2 separate regions of the Anas platyrhynchos genome follow, and region 2 is linked to region 1. The links are chromatin contacts, called in public Hi-C maps. All regions are on one chromosome and are shown on one strand. The core of a region is the stretch at or near the end of the contact, and the rest is flanking DNA. Distances in the headings are between cores, read along the strand shown. Region 1 holds the start of PRRG1 (proline rich and Gla domain 1). Region 2 holds the start of DYNLT3 (dynein light chain Tctex-type 3).

Evidence for each region. A called contact is a pair of places that touch in the nucleus more often than the background predicts.
Region 2: a contact with region 1 is called in a Hi-C map of subcutaneous adipose tissue, with 2.5 times the contacts expected there. The contact joins the promoter of DYNLT3 here to the promoter of PRRG1 in region 1. A contact is called at or near these places in 2 of 8 Hi-C or Micro-C datasets (liver and subcutaneous adipose tissue).

What each region holds. Positions count from the first base shown.
Region 1 is chr1:121,727,475-121,734,785 of IASCAAS_PekinDuck_T2T, forward strand. PRRG1 (proline rich and Gla domain 1) reads left to right here and starts at 4,292. Exons shown (of 3, transcript XM_072027603.1): 1 at 4,292-4,417. The coding sequence starts at 4,330.
Region 2 is chr1:121,898,592-121,905,902 of IASCAAS_PekinDuck_T2T, forward strand. DYNLT3 (dynein light chain Tctex-type 3) reads right to left here and starts at 4,422. Exons shown (of 5, transcript XM_027449018.3): 1 at 4,275-4,422; 2 at 3,816-3,857; 3 at 1,939-2,062; 4 at 888-965. The coding sequence starts at 4,304.

The sequences.
Region 1 (7,311 bases), core at 3,042-5,541:
AGTGATTTCTAAACACGCTTGGAAATATCCCAAGACTGTATATTTAATGCATGTGATGTATATACACAAAACACAGTTAGCAGCTTCACTGTTCAGTGAAGCTTGGCAGCCGATGTGAAGATTTTGCAATGCAGTGTTTCAGTGGAGAAGCAGCTCTGAGCAGAGGCATCCAGCAGGGTTAGGGGTCATTACAAGGCAACGTACTTGGCTCTTTGGGATCATTAGTCATCCGTGCTGCCATTCCAGACCAACTCCTCTGGATGATTAAGGGGCAACTTTAATGGACTCTAAAAGGCTAAGCTAGCCCTACATGGCTGAGAGGAATGTTGCTCCAATCCAAGATCTCATGGCAGAAGGACTGGAGGGTACAAATGGCTGAATACACTGGAAAATTCCCACAGCAGCTATTGATTCTTTGTGCCATCTGAAGCTTCAAAATTAGATGGTAAAACAAGACCAGGGGATAAAAGGAGGAGGGACAGTCTGTGTCGTTTTTTTCCTATCGAAACAGCCCTTTCAGCACAGAACAACAACATGTGTGATATTTGTCATTTGTCATGAGATGAAAAGTCATAGAGCAGGAAATGTTGATTAACGAGGACATTGAGTATGTGTCTGACAGCAACTTTAGAAACCTCCAGTGTTTACCATTGTTTGCTTTGTTTGAGGACAAAGAGATAACAAACCAGTTCCATTTCTGTGGAAGAGTAGCATCTAGGGAAATGCTCTAGTGCAAGATACAATTTATCTGTGCAAATATAATATGCAGTGTAAAAAGGAAAACTTTGCGAGTTTGAAACACAGCACCCATAATAAACATGCACCATTCTGGGCAGAAATAACACTTTATATCTTTTTCCTTTGTTTGTTCCAAGTTCTATATTTAAAAGTATTTTTAATTCTAGCATATTACACACATAAAAAAAAATAATCCATAAGACATTTTATTTATATGTGCATGCTGTGTCTAAAATTAGGGTATATACTATAGTACTGATGAATGTTTCTTTCAAGAAAACAGTATAGTGCCAGTTATCATGCAAGCCACAACTCTGCTTCCTCCTATATTTTTAGGCCTCGTCAACCTTTTCACTGAGATTTTGGACTCCCATCTTCCTTCAGCTGGCATCCTTGTTAGTCCCACTCTTCACCCTGCTCTCAGGCTACAGGGTATATGATAATTGTTGCACTCCAGAAAGGTCTGGCTGGATTCTCACTTTTATACCTCTTCTCTTCATGATATAGGAGCAGAATTCCTTAGGGGAACCTGGAGTTACAAGCAAACGTGTAATTGCCTATAACAATCTTTTTAAAAACAAATGAGTGTTTACTCGCTGAGATGAACATAAAACTTCAGATATGACATAAAACTTCAAAATTATTTCTATTTCATGATAGAAATTAGGGATAAATTGAGGTTTAAGACCTTTTCGTGAAAACAGAGAGTCATTCAGCTTAACAAGGAGTTGAGAGCTTTGGGTGGCAGATAGGTTACTACTGCTGTAGTGAGTACCTGAGTGTTTATATAAAGTGGAACACCTCTAAGAAGCGAGACACAGCTGTTTACCCACCTCATATATGAGAAGTAGAAAAGCAGGGATCTTAATTTGTTTTCAATTCCAATGAAAATACTTAAACAGCAAATCTGTTGCCACCACTAATGCATCTCTTTCTGTCAGAAATTCCACCTTGGAAGCAAGATACCTCTCCCAATTTATTATTATGCTATATCCTTAAAAATGAAAATTTCTGGAGAGAAAGTCTACATAACTGTAAGCTTCCCTCATAAGTTCTATTTAAGGACTGTTCTGCTTTTATGCCTCCTCTACTTCCAGTAAGTCTCAATGAGAATTTGTTCTCTTCCAATATAACTGTGACATTTCTTGTCCTCCAATCACAGAGTCCTTTTTAACTTTTTTATTGCCCTTTTGAGATTTTGGCTCAAAGCCTTCACAAACAAACTATGCAATGTGTCTGGAATCAAGAAAGTACTGCATAATTATTAAGTTAAATATTGTCTCTTATTCCTTATAAAGAATTTTTTGTCTATAGCCTTTTCCGGTTATTTCCCAGTCATCTGCTACTAAATTAAATAGGTATGGTCAAATACTACATAGTTAAGCAACCTGTGGCAAGCATTCATAGATTATTACAGAAGAACTACCTGCCTTCCAAAGAAAGGCAAATGCAAATTTATCACTCTTTGAGACAGAACCTATAGTGGTTTGTACCTGCCTCCATTGTCCAGCCAGACTGCAGGGAAATTGTTTAATTCCAGGCATCCACATGGCTTGGGGGTTTCCTTCACTCCTTAAAGATTAAATTAACAATTACCAAAGCTTGCCCATTCCTCATACTAGAGTCCGTGGATCAGATCTCATGTGTCTGTTTGCCTGTGAGAGAGCCACCACCAGGGGAGTCCCTCATTTTGTCTGCTATGTGCACCAGGCTATTTGGAAGAAAACAGACCAATGTCTTGGTTGATGAAAATAATAGAGAATAGGAACTCCTGGAAGTTCTTTTTCATTAGGCATCAAAGCATTAGAATCAGGTGCCAAGACGCTGAAAAATATGTTAAGCTCTAGATTCAGGATGGGACAGCCTTAGCAGCATCAGGATTGGGAGTCAAATCTAAGATCTGTGACCCATCCATATGCACCTCCTGAGCTCCAAATGCTGCAGCAGCCTACACCTACCCCTATGCAAGAGCAGTTGCCTTCCTCCTCATTCTCTCTAACAGCAGCACCAATTTGCCAAACCCAGGTTCCAGCCAACTACATGGAAAGGAAATAAAGAGGAAACAAGAAGTGTTGCTGCTCCACACCGCAGTAGGGAAGAGGTGGAGATGAGAAGAGTGGACTGCTTCTGCTGCCATGCAGTCAGAGGGACAGAATGAGCTACCATATATCCTCAGTCTCCCTGACCAGCAGGGACAATTGCCTCTCAAACACCTGTGCTAGGTTGTAGCAGGCAGAAAGAAATTCAGCATTTTACATGAAAATTGGTCCTCGTCACCTACAAGAAAATGCAAAAGGCCAGATGCGAGCATTTTGAGGAAGGCATCTTACTCTCACGTCATGTAAGGGAGCCTGCTACTATTTTTTGTTCACACCACGGAAATTTCAGTTGGTATTATTTTAGCACAAACTTGAGGCCATCTGTCATTCTGAAGAATATTCCACTCCAAGATAGAAAGTGTATCCAAAATTTGCATCTTTCCCATCATTTATTTAGTAAAATATTTTTAAAGTTGCAGCTGAGTCATAATGTGCCCTTTTATTTTTATTGCATTTGAACCTAATTGGTATATGTATATTGAATTACACCACACAGTTTCATTTCTGAAAATAAATAAAACATTAGGTTAGTGAATTATGTGTCTGTAATTCAAAATAGAGGATCTGGTGTTTCATGCCAAAAGGCAAACTCTAAATGGAAAGTGAAGTTATCTGTATTGAAAAGTAGTAAAAATCCTATAACTTAAAGTATATCTTTTGTTCTAAAAATACATGTTTTCTCTGAATTCCTTCTTCATAGCACTGGAAATGCCTTTTTAAAACAAAAAAGTATGATCAACATAAGCAAAAATAGCGTTTGTCTCACTGTTGCAATCATTATTTTTGAGGAGGGTTGGTTGATACTGGATTGGGTTGTTATTGGTGGAAGGTACTAAAGATGTAGGTCTGATAGACCTGACAGACTCGGCTAGATAATAATTTATATGGGACCTCCTGAGGGCCTTTTGTTGTCAGGGCCGTAGCCAAGTTTCAAAGAGCCTAGGTATTTCGTCTGCCATTGATTCAAAGGAGTTGAATTTCTAGATTATTCTGTAAAAGTACTTTTATTTGAATTCTGATGGTCTCAACTGACATATATGAAAACGCTGACTTTAAATTAGAAGTCAAGATCCACTGAAGACGCAGAGACATGCCTGAACTATTGCAAACCGTGTCTCAGCTTTCCATTACCTACACATCTACGTGGCCAAGCTGTTACCCCATTCCTTTTTCTCCTGATTGCCAGCAGGATAAAGTTAAAACGTAAAAAGGAGCGGGACACAGCATCACAACCCACTATCAACCGAAAACCATTAAGCACAAAGGCGGCGGCAACATAAAGCAGGAAAAACACTGTATTTTCTGCATATTTATTTTCCCTCACCCCCTCAACCCCCTGAGGACAACATGGCGGCGCCCCCGCCCCTCACCCGCTGGGCGCGAAGCCCCCCCCGGCCATGTTCTTGGGGGCGGGGCTTCCCATTGGCCACGCCCCCCCCTCCTCCGCCCGGGCCGGGTGGCGGAGGTGCCCCCCCCTCCCTCCCCGTGGCGCATGCGCCCTGCGGCCGCCGCCGTGCGGCGGGGAGCCGGGGGGCAGCGGCAGCGCTGGGGCGGCGGCGGCTCCGCGCCTGCCTCGGGCGGTGAGTGCGGGGCGGCGGGCAGCGGGGAGGGGAGGGGATGGAAGGGGGTAGGATGGGATGGGGGAGAGCTGCCCAGGGAGAGCGTGAAGGGAAAGGAGTGTGCCTGAGCTCCCGATCTGCTCGCCGAGTGCTGTGCAAATCGGCGTTCATTGCTCTGCTTCGAGTATTGAAGTATAAAATGCTCCTGTGTCTGTGCCCATCGCCGCCTGAACACCTCAGCGCTTGGCAAATGCACGCCCTGCTTCCTTGTCTAGGGGGAGTTTTGTAGTTGCTGTACTCCTGTGTGAAGGAGGTGGGCTCCTTATAGGCAAAAATATATATATATTTTTTTGTGTGTGATCCTCTTAAGGTCTTTTGCTTTCAGGCTCTCAGTTCAATTCTGAACTTCTCTGCTGCTTTCCCTTGCCCTTTCATAAACTCCTATCAACTGTGTTTCAAGAGCGCTGTCTTTGTCTGGCTCATGTCACTAGTGTCTATTTATCTCCAGCCTCCAAAGACAGGCTGATTTCCCCTCCCGTCTCTCCCCACATCCCTTGCTTCCTCTCCCCTTCGACATTATAAACAAAAGTACTTGCAGTGCACAGTAGAAAATAATACGGAACTGGTCAGGGAGTGGATTAAATGACCTCATGTCTGTTCTGCTGCCAGCTATTTTTGTTTGAGTTCAGATGTCAGTAACTATTTGACCTCTTGAAATCTAATCTGACAATACCCAGGCTTTTCCTTGTTTACCTTTGTTCTATTTACTCAGTCCCGTTCAGTAAAATGTGAGACTCACTTGTAAAGTTTGAAGTAAGCTTATACCATTCTCTTTTTGCCATTAGTTTTGATGGTACTAATTATCAAGTGACTTGTGCTTTAACCAAGGTTGCTGAATATCATTATTAAAATAGCTACATTTCAAAAGCAAAGCCTATCCGCAAACAGCGTTAAAGAAATTGCATGCTAACCACCTAAAATCACACCCTGTGTTTTGGCTTACTAGTCATGTATTTGTTGAAAGCTGATAGATGCATGTTTCAGGCTGGGGCTCACTTTTAAAGATGTTTTTAAAGATTATTTTTTTACTTTGGGTAAAAGTTACACACCTTTTCAGAAATACATTCGTAAAAACTGATGAGAAACGTTTCTACAACCCAGCTCCATTATGTTGGAATTTAGGGCAAAGACTCCTAAAACAATACAGTGACAAATGAAATGTTGCCTGTTCTCAAACTAAGAGTGCCTCCTTGTGTAATTTTTTTCTGAGTAGACGTCCTAGAGGCTTGAGATCACTCAAATCTCATTCATTGCACTGTGCTGTGTACCTGCTCAGTGGAGGGTTTCTTTTCAAGCATTTGAACCCACCTTCTCACGTTGCTTCTGAAACAACTGTTGAAAGTTGGCATCTCGTGTTTTATGATTATCCACTCAACATACTTCTGGTTTTTCAGCATAGCGGTCAGTCTGCTCCAATAAGATTACTCCAGCAGTGGTCAGGTTAAGTAATACTAAAACACGGAGGGAAGACATGTGAAAGGTAACATTGGAATAGGTTAGCATAGTTCGTTTTCTTGCCTGAAACTGCAGAACTTCTTTTTTTTCACAGAACTGTAGAATATATGAGATGTATTTTGTTTACAGCAAGACATTATCTGCTATTGTTGTAATTCTGGATATTCCTGTTCCTCTGAGCTCTTTGCTTCCCTATAGTGTCATAATAAATTCCATGAATCAATTTCAAGGATCAGTTTACACCAATTCCTCCTTAAATCCCTGTCTCTAAATTAACTGCCTAGTGTGTAGTATCTGTTATGATTAGCCATATTTCTATGTGTTTAATACTCAACATGGAAGAATTATTCCTTTTGGGCTCAAAAAGCATGAATTTGTTAGCTCAATGGGTTTTTTGTTAGGTGGTTTATAGGAATGCTGCCAGACAGGGACATTCATCAGACGTGAACTTCTGCACCTGCCTGTGCCTTCAGGTTTATCGGTGTGCTATTTACTGACCTTGTGTGTATTTTTCAGCTCTTATTTGTAGAGTCTTACTCTCCAAGCTATTTGCTAAAGCTGGGAGAGGAGAAGCACCTTCCTGGTTGTTCTTTTTTCCCTTGTCCCCCTTCTCACTGCTGAGGGAAAGAGGTCTCAGCAGCAGTATCATTAGCAAACTCTTGCCCATCTTCCTATAGATTTGTCCTGCGGCAACTGAAATTAGCACAGCCCTTGACATTTTCTTTCAGTACAGCTGAGCAGTCTGAGTGTCAGACGTGAAACGGACTCGCTGTGCTATTTTCTGTTTGCTGCTGCTGCTTATCAGGGCAGTGGGCAGCAGCAACATAAAGGCATGGCTTAGGCTGGGGAACCAAGTGCGTGGCTTTGTAAGCAGCTTAACAGATCTGAGTGTGCCCTGCTGCTTGAAGACAAGAGTTCTTGCTTTTTCCTTCCATCCCTGTGAGGTTTTGCGTTTTGACCACCTCCCCAGTAGTAGTCCCAGTAGTGTGCAGTCAGCTGGGCCAGGGAGCTGATTTGCTTTAAAACGGAAAGTCAAAGTGACTTGTGGGCTCACACACACGCAGAAGGATTTCCACTGGGCTAGCTCTGGCCTGCTGGCCACAGGGCCACCAGCCAAACCCCATGGTGTTGGCTCATGGGAGGGAGCAGGCTGTTGTGGGGGGGACCACCTGCCCGGACAGCAGCTTCATTTGGGATTGATGTATGTGGACTCTTAGCAAAGCATCAGCATTTCAGTAACTTTCTCTGCTGACATCCTGAGAGAGCAGCAGCAAGCTGCACAGAGGGGAAGGCACAAGGAGGATCTTTAAGAGGGGCAAGGACCTGGTGAATAGGTCTGGGGGAGCAAAGTCCAAGTGAGGAGCGAGGTGAACACACTCGTCCTTAATGGAAAGGCCCTT
Region 2 (7,311 bases), core at 3,172-5,671, 170 kb after region 1:
AACCAAACTATCTCAGTATCTTTTTTAAAAAGCTGGATTTGCAAAAATCCTTGAAAATCTGATATTGAAATTGTCAAGATAATCTCACAAAAAATCAAGAGGAAAAGTCTGGATCCAATACATTCTAGTTTATTTACTTTCTGTATTTTTCCTCTTATTTCAATGTATATCAATTATCAACATATCTTAGCTTTACAAACCAAGAAAACATGAAGATTAAACTACTTGTTCACATAATTTCACTCAATGATTTTTGTTTTAACCACAGTTGACTTTCTAATTCAATCTCTATTTTTAAGTTATATATTGGTATCCTCTTCTAAACAGACCATTCTGAGTCTATGACAGACAGAAGACTATTTTAATCTATTTTCCTCATGATACCCTGAACCTGGGAAAAATGCATTTAGAACTATTTTAGATACACTGAAGAGCATCAAAAGCCTATAAACTACCTGATAGTTAGGCAGTTGAAACACACACTGTAGTTAAACTTTTTTTTTTTAAACCAACTTCTGTTCTCCTTCAGAGTAGCACTGTCTGTTTACAGCAGTCAGATATGTTTAGGACTACATGCTTACATTTACCTTGAACATTTTATTGCCTCTTCAACTGATCTACAATTACTGAAGAGATTTTTTTTTTTGGTTTGTTTCACAATGAAGGCATTTCTACATTTGCTTCGTACCATCTGCAAAGCAGTCACTCCTAATGCAAGCGCTGATTGTTAACAAAACATTTCCCCTGGGATCGTAAACAAGGGTCTAGTTCTGGAAGCTACTGCTTCTGTAAACACTCCTCCAAAACATTCAGCTGAACTATTACAGTTGAGCAACAGGTAGCATTTCTTTTGCCACAACTTTTTTCATCTGAGTGAGGAAGCTTACCATCAGTTGTGGTATCCCAGAAGCATGAGCTTGCTGTGTGTAGACCAGCTCCACTCCTCTGCATCACTGCACAGGTTACTGAAAAATACAGTCACAAAATCAGGACTTTAAAGCAGAAGAGGTGAATTATTTACAATTTCAAGCTCACACTATGATTTTAAATGACTGGCAGTCAGCGTTCAGCTAAGTCAACACCTATTTTGACAATTCTGTCACTCCCAATGTTCTCCTCAAGAACTTGGTATTCATTTCATGATTATCTTTACTCATATAAAGACAATAGCTTTAACAAAATGCTTCTTAATAGGATTATGCTTTTTATCTTTTAAACTGCTTAGACATGGCTCATGTCAGGTGTGCCTCAGAACTGGATTGCATGTGCTGTCCTCACAGGTACAACAGAAGTCACACCTGATGAGAATTGTTTCCCAAAATTACTTTTGTCTGTTCTCTGAAACCACGCTCCAGTGATAAAGCATTTCTAAACTGACCTCTAATTGTTGTAAAACCAATGACAGTCTGAATTCATGACTTTCAAAACCAAAACACAGGGCAAACTTTTGCTATTATATCAACACTCCAAAAAAGGACCAGAGCATTTTGAACCTGCAATTATCTCAATTTCTCTTCTGTGGAAATGCATATAAAAATAATGGGACATGAAGTACCTTACAGAACTGAAAATCTTTTAAATGTCTGTATTTTTAAGAAGCTTAATCACATTAAAATTAACTGAAGATAAAGCAATTATTTCCTGAACTGATACCAAAATACTGATATAATTGTTCTGGGGTTGCTTAAGAGTCAGGGAAGACCATGTAACACCTTAGCATCTTCTGTGCTAAGTGTTGACAGCATCCTTAGCACAAATAAAACTGCTGTAGTTTTACCACAGCAATTAGTAAAAATCTGTATAACAGAAGAGTTCAAGTATCTGTTCTTTGTTTACAGGTTATGTTATTTATTGAATATAGCACTACATTGGAACAAACCTTTCCACAATTACTGACTGTGATTGTATGGGGATAAAAGTATGGTTACTTCTACTTACCAATGTACTTGTATGTTTTCCCAAGCTTTACCAAATGTGTCAGCGACTGTTCTACTATAGCTGCAGTCCACTGGTTGACTTTGTTGTGATTATAATCTGCCTTGCCTAAGACACTTTCTATGCACTGTAATAGAGAAAAAAAAAAGTTACAGTAAATATATGATACTTAAAAACGTAAAGGTTTAAAAGGCCTCACATAATCTGAGAATTTTATCTGGCAATTGGATTACTTTAAATCACTTCAGCTCATCACATATCAGTTACTGAATGGGAAGTAAAATGAGCCTTCTTGGAAAATTATTTTTAATATACATTTACTACATTATTATGTGGAGAAAAATGAGGCTCTGACTGAAAATTTTGTGTAGGAAAGACCTCAGCCATATGCTTTAAGTGCCAAGTTAAGCCACTGGATCCATTTACCGATGAAAATACCAACACATTCCACCATTCTCAATGACTGCCTACTGCAGCTCAGCTTTCAGATGCTGCTGTAATGGAAATTGTACTACCCTAATCAATAATGTCACTAGGGCAGGCCAACCTGTCTGAGTCTCTAAGCAATATACTTGCTTAAACTTAAAGTGACCAAACAACAGAATACCTGCACTATAAATGTAACTCTTAAATTTCATTCTTTACTCCTAAAGAAATTCAGAATTACATGCTGGTGGAAAATGAATTTCTCAATATGAAAGTGTAAAGAAATGTACATCTGTAATAGGTATGTAAAATACAACTATGTTCTCCTTTGATTCAGTAGCATAAATCGTGTGCATTCACCACCCACTAACAGGCTGTGTAAGAGATTTGTGCCTCAGATCCCACAAACCTCAATTAATTCTGATCACATTGTATAAAGCTAGACAATGACTCAATGGAAACAAACATAGAGCAGAAGGTAAGAGAGGAACAAGGATGCTTAGTGATCCCTTCAGGTATTTTGGTCTTTTCCAGAAATGTATCCAATGCCAGAACTCTCCAGCTCCAGTTAAGCCTTAAATCAGAGGTACAAACACTTGGCTTTACTCCCAGCATCAGATGTAAAAATAAAGAGAACCTGTCTGGCCTTTCAAGGCAGGGACAGTTATATAAGGGGTTGAACTGTCATTTACCTGACATCTAAGAGCTTGCTGTTATGACCCGGAGCAGCTCTAGAAATACAATCCTTTCCTTTCCTGACAGGGCAGGTAGGAAAGGACCTGCAGGGTCCCTCTAGAAATTTCTTTATAAAAATGGTATTTCCCTGTAAAACCTGACAATCATCTGTATGCCAAGGGCTCTTCATTACTCACTTTCTAGTTACCTGGCATTTATTTTGGACCATCAGGCTACTCATTCTCAGCCTGCTCTTTTCGTGTAAAAATATATATATTTTTTAAATTGATAGTTAACAACCTCATGTAGACCAACCTGTTGCTCAAGCCAAGGCTAAACTTCCAAGTTTCAGCAGGTTGATGAGGCTTTGTCCAGTCACGTTTTTATAGTATCTAAGGATGGAGACTTCACAAGCTCTGTGCATCCTGCCCTAGTGATTATCTACTCTCTAGCTGGATAAAGGAAAACAAAAAATATAATAAATTTCCCCATGCAACCTGTGGCTGTCATCCCTTGTCTTTCCAATGTAATGCAAACTGTTTCTCCCTTCTCTCTGCCACCTTCTCCCCACTAGGTAGTTGGGGATGGTAACTAGATGAAGCTTAAAGCAGTTCCAAATGAAGCTCTGCATAATTTGGTATTAATAGTAGTTTATGTTTTGTGTAAATTTGAATTTATCTGGTGTGGTTAATTGACAGTTTCTCTTTTCACTGTATTGTGAAGTAAGGGAAAGAGTCTCTTTGAAATCACAACATGTTGGTTAAATGGCTAACACCTACCTCCTTAACTATGTTGTGGGCCTCGTCAGCGTTGAAGATCATCTGTAACAGAAATTAATTATTTTTTATTTCTGACAGAGAAGAAAACACATAATGCAGTTTTAAAGCCCCACTTTAGTCCCAGCACTACACGCCTGTTATTTAGCGTTGTTTTGCCAGCGACCTTTGAGTGGGTCCAAAAAGCTCCTCAGCGTGCCCACAAACCACTTGATTTTGCGCTTCCCACGGAGATTAAAGACCACCACTGCCTATGCCATATGTCAGGATATTCCCCAAAACAAGAAGTTAGGTGGCAAACCGGGCGAGGGCAGAAGCCTCAGGGCCAGAGCGGCCGTAATGGAGGCGGGCGGCTGCAGAGAGGCGAGAGGGGACCCCCGGCAGGGCAGCCCCAGACCCCAGCCGGCACGGGCAGGGCCGAGCCGAAGCCCCAGCCCCGAGCCCCGGCAGGGGGACCCCTACCTCGTCGTTGTGGGGGTGAAAGTCCTCCATGGCCCCGGCACAGGCGGCGGCTGTTCCGGCAGCGGCGGCTCCTCCGCGTCCTGCGCGGCTCCGCCTCGGCGGGGCGGTGCCGGCGGCGCCATGAGGCGGGCGGCGGGGGGCGCTGCGGGGCCGGCGGCATGGCGGGGCGGGGCGGGGACGGGGCCTGAGGTGGCTGAGGGGCTGCAGGGGCACTGCGTGGGCGAGTTGGAGCTCTCCTGCTCTGTCCTGCCCTCCCATGACATATCACGACATATCTCGACATATCATAACATATCATGTCCTGCTCTGCCCTTCCCTGCCCTGCCCGGCTGTGTCCCCGGCGGCCATACAGGGCGGCAGCACGCCTCATCCTGGTGCCTTCGCCATAAAGGCAGTGAAATACTTGTTCCTAGCTCTAATATTATATATATTATATCCCCCTTGTGGTGAACATAAGGAGCTCGAGGCACAGGGCATGCAACAGGAGAAGTTCCTGCTGAGGAGCAATCGTGTTTTTATGCCCCCTCCCTGTTTGTGGATCAGTGCAAAGTGTCTGACACAAAGCTGTCAGTACGTTTTAGTAATGGTGACTTGCAATGAGCGGTTCTTCCACTTTATAATAAAGAAATACTCACTATAAAAACAGGTGTAAAAAAATAGGGTCTTCTCTCTCCCCATGAAGTTGCCTGGGGAACACGAAAGAGGCCTACTATCAGTGCAGATTTTTCAAGTTACGGGGGGTTTATTCTGCCATTTGGGGGGAAGCTCTTTGTTTTTTTATTGCCCCCTCTGATACTGTTCTCGTCTTTCTAAACCAGACTGAAGGTGAGATAGGAGGCCAAGGCTGCATCCTTTCTACTTTCAGTTTTGGTGGCATATATTTGGAAATATACGTGCATAAAAGAGTGCCTCTTGTTCAGTGTTAATTGTACGCTAATTGGAAAAACTCTGAAACATGGCAGTACAGGGGGAAACAAAGCTAAACGTTTTTATATTGCCTTGTTTTGAAGGTGGCTTTCACATTTAATTTTTGCTAATGGGTATAGTAGGATGAGAAGGCTGAACATGAAGAGTAAATCTCTTTAAAAGCAGATCTTTATGAAGAAGCACACATGGATGTAATCATTGGGGAGGGGGGGCATAAAAAAATCTCCTTCAGTATAAAGTTTTTTCTGTGCTGACTTGCACAATATTTTCCTGGGCTTTCACGATATGCAGCTATTACAAGTAAAACAAAATATCTTTTTATGTGTTATTGGTTCAAAACTAGGGATAAAATTTTGTGTTTATTTTTAAAAAAATAAAAGCTAGTGGAAGCCCATGTTGTATTTGCACTGGCAACCAGGAGAAAAAGCTAACAGCACTAAAAAGGACTTAGCCTTGGATCTTGTTCATTTTTTTTATCCTCTGTATTTTCAGAGATCTTTGTATCTTTGACGTGCAGTACACTATCAAATGAAACCAGCTGCTAACCATTTTCAGCTCTCTTTAGAAATACTCAGAGAAATACCTTCTTTGTAACAATCATCTTAGCAGATTCCATGAAAAATCAGGTTCCTGAATGACTGACGTGTGTGTGCATGTTTGTGTTGATGTCCCAATGCAAAAAAAAAAAAAAAAAAAAAAAAGGCCCGTTCTTCCCCCCCTCTGCCATTTACAGACAGAAGGACAGCAGGAGATCTGTCAGGCTCAGCTCAATACCCAGGGAGCTATTAGGTTATAAAATGGCAGAACAAGTTATTAATCCAGGAAGTGTTTACAAATAAACACCCAATGTCACCCCCAAACAGCCAGCACAGATTTATCAAGAGTATATGTCAAACAATCTGATTGTAATCTTTGGGAGGACAAATGGTTTAATGGATGAGGGGGAAGTAAATAGTAGGCATGTTATTATGTAGTGAATGTGTCTTGTTATGCTCTCACACGTAAATTTCACTTGAAGTAAGAATCTATCATCTAGGGAAAAGGTAACCCTAATGAAGGGTTATCAAAGTAAGAGAAATAAACACCAGAAGACCTTTTATTTTTTTTTTCCCCTCCCCAAGAGCTAATCAGCATTAGCAGCAATAACTGGAATCATGCAATAAAAATGATGCTTATGAAGGCTTTTTAATGACAGCATGTTGAAAGAAGTTACAAGCATGTTGACTGACAGGATCAAAATTACGAATACTGAATAGGCTGGAGAAATCAACAAGAAGGAATCTCATAAAAAATAAAAACTACTATCTAAAACCAACATCAAACGCACAGATGCAAAATGGGGACTAATTGGCTAGGCAGTAATGTTGCAGGAATTTCAGTAAATGGGAAGCGAAGTATGATGTTAGAAAAAACTAAATACATTGAAGAATATCATGAAAGGCACAGAAGGCAATTATGTGGTTCTCAGTGTTTGCCAGGCATCAAATGTAATTCTCTGCCCAGTGTGGTGTCAGGACAGAGACACAAAAACAATTCCTCCTGAAGGCAGCAAGACTGAAAGGAAGCTTAGAAAATGTGATTTGTGGAGGAACTGCATTTGGTTTATATCTTTTCCCCAGTCTTTCTTGTAGGTGTCCCAGTGTGTAGCAATTTAGTGAAAAATGATTAACAGGCCAATATATGACAAAAGATAGGACAAGAAATAATGGGTTTAATTTGAACTAAGAGAGTAAGAGAGGTTTTTGTTAAATATTAGGGGGGGAGGAAATCCAAGTATGAGTAATAAAGCACTGAAGCAGACCTGGTTTTGGAATCACCTTCTCTGGATCAATAACACATTAGGTAACATCTACCAGGCATCCAGCTAGCCTGCATTCTCCTTTAGAGAGCATTAAATCAGCTTTTGAGATAGTTATAGACTTACATTTTTTTAGCTTTCATAACAATTGAGTGGTTATTTTCCTCTTCTTTCTTTTCTTCCTGTTTTTTTTTTTTTTTTTTTTTTTCCTGAACCAATTCATTTTTCACCTAATATCAATTACCAAAAGCACCAATATTTTTCCTTTTCTTTTTTTCCTTGGGAATGACTAATGCTATTACTGATTTTACA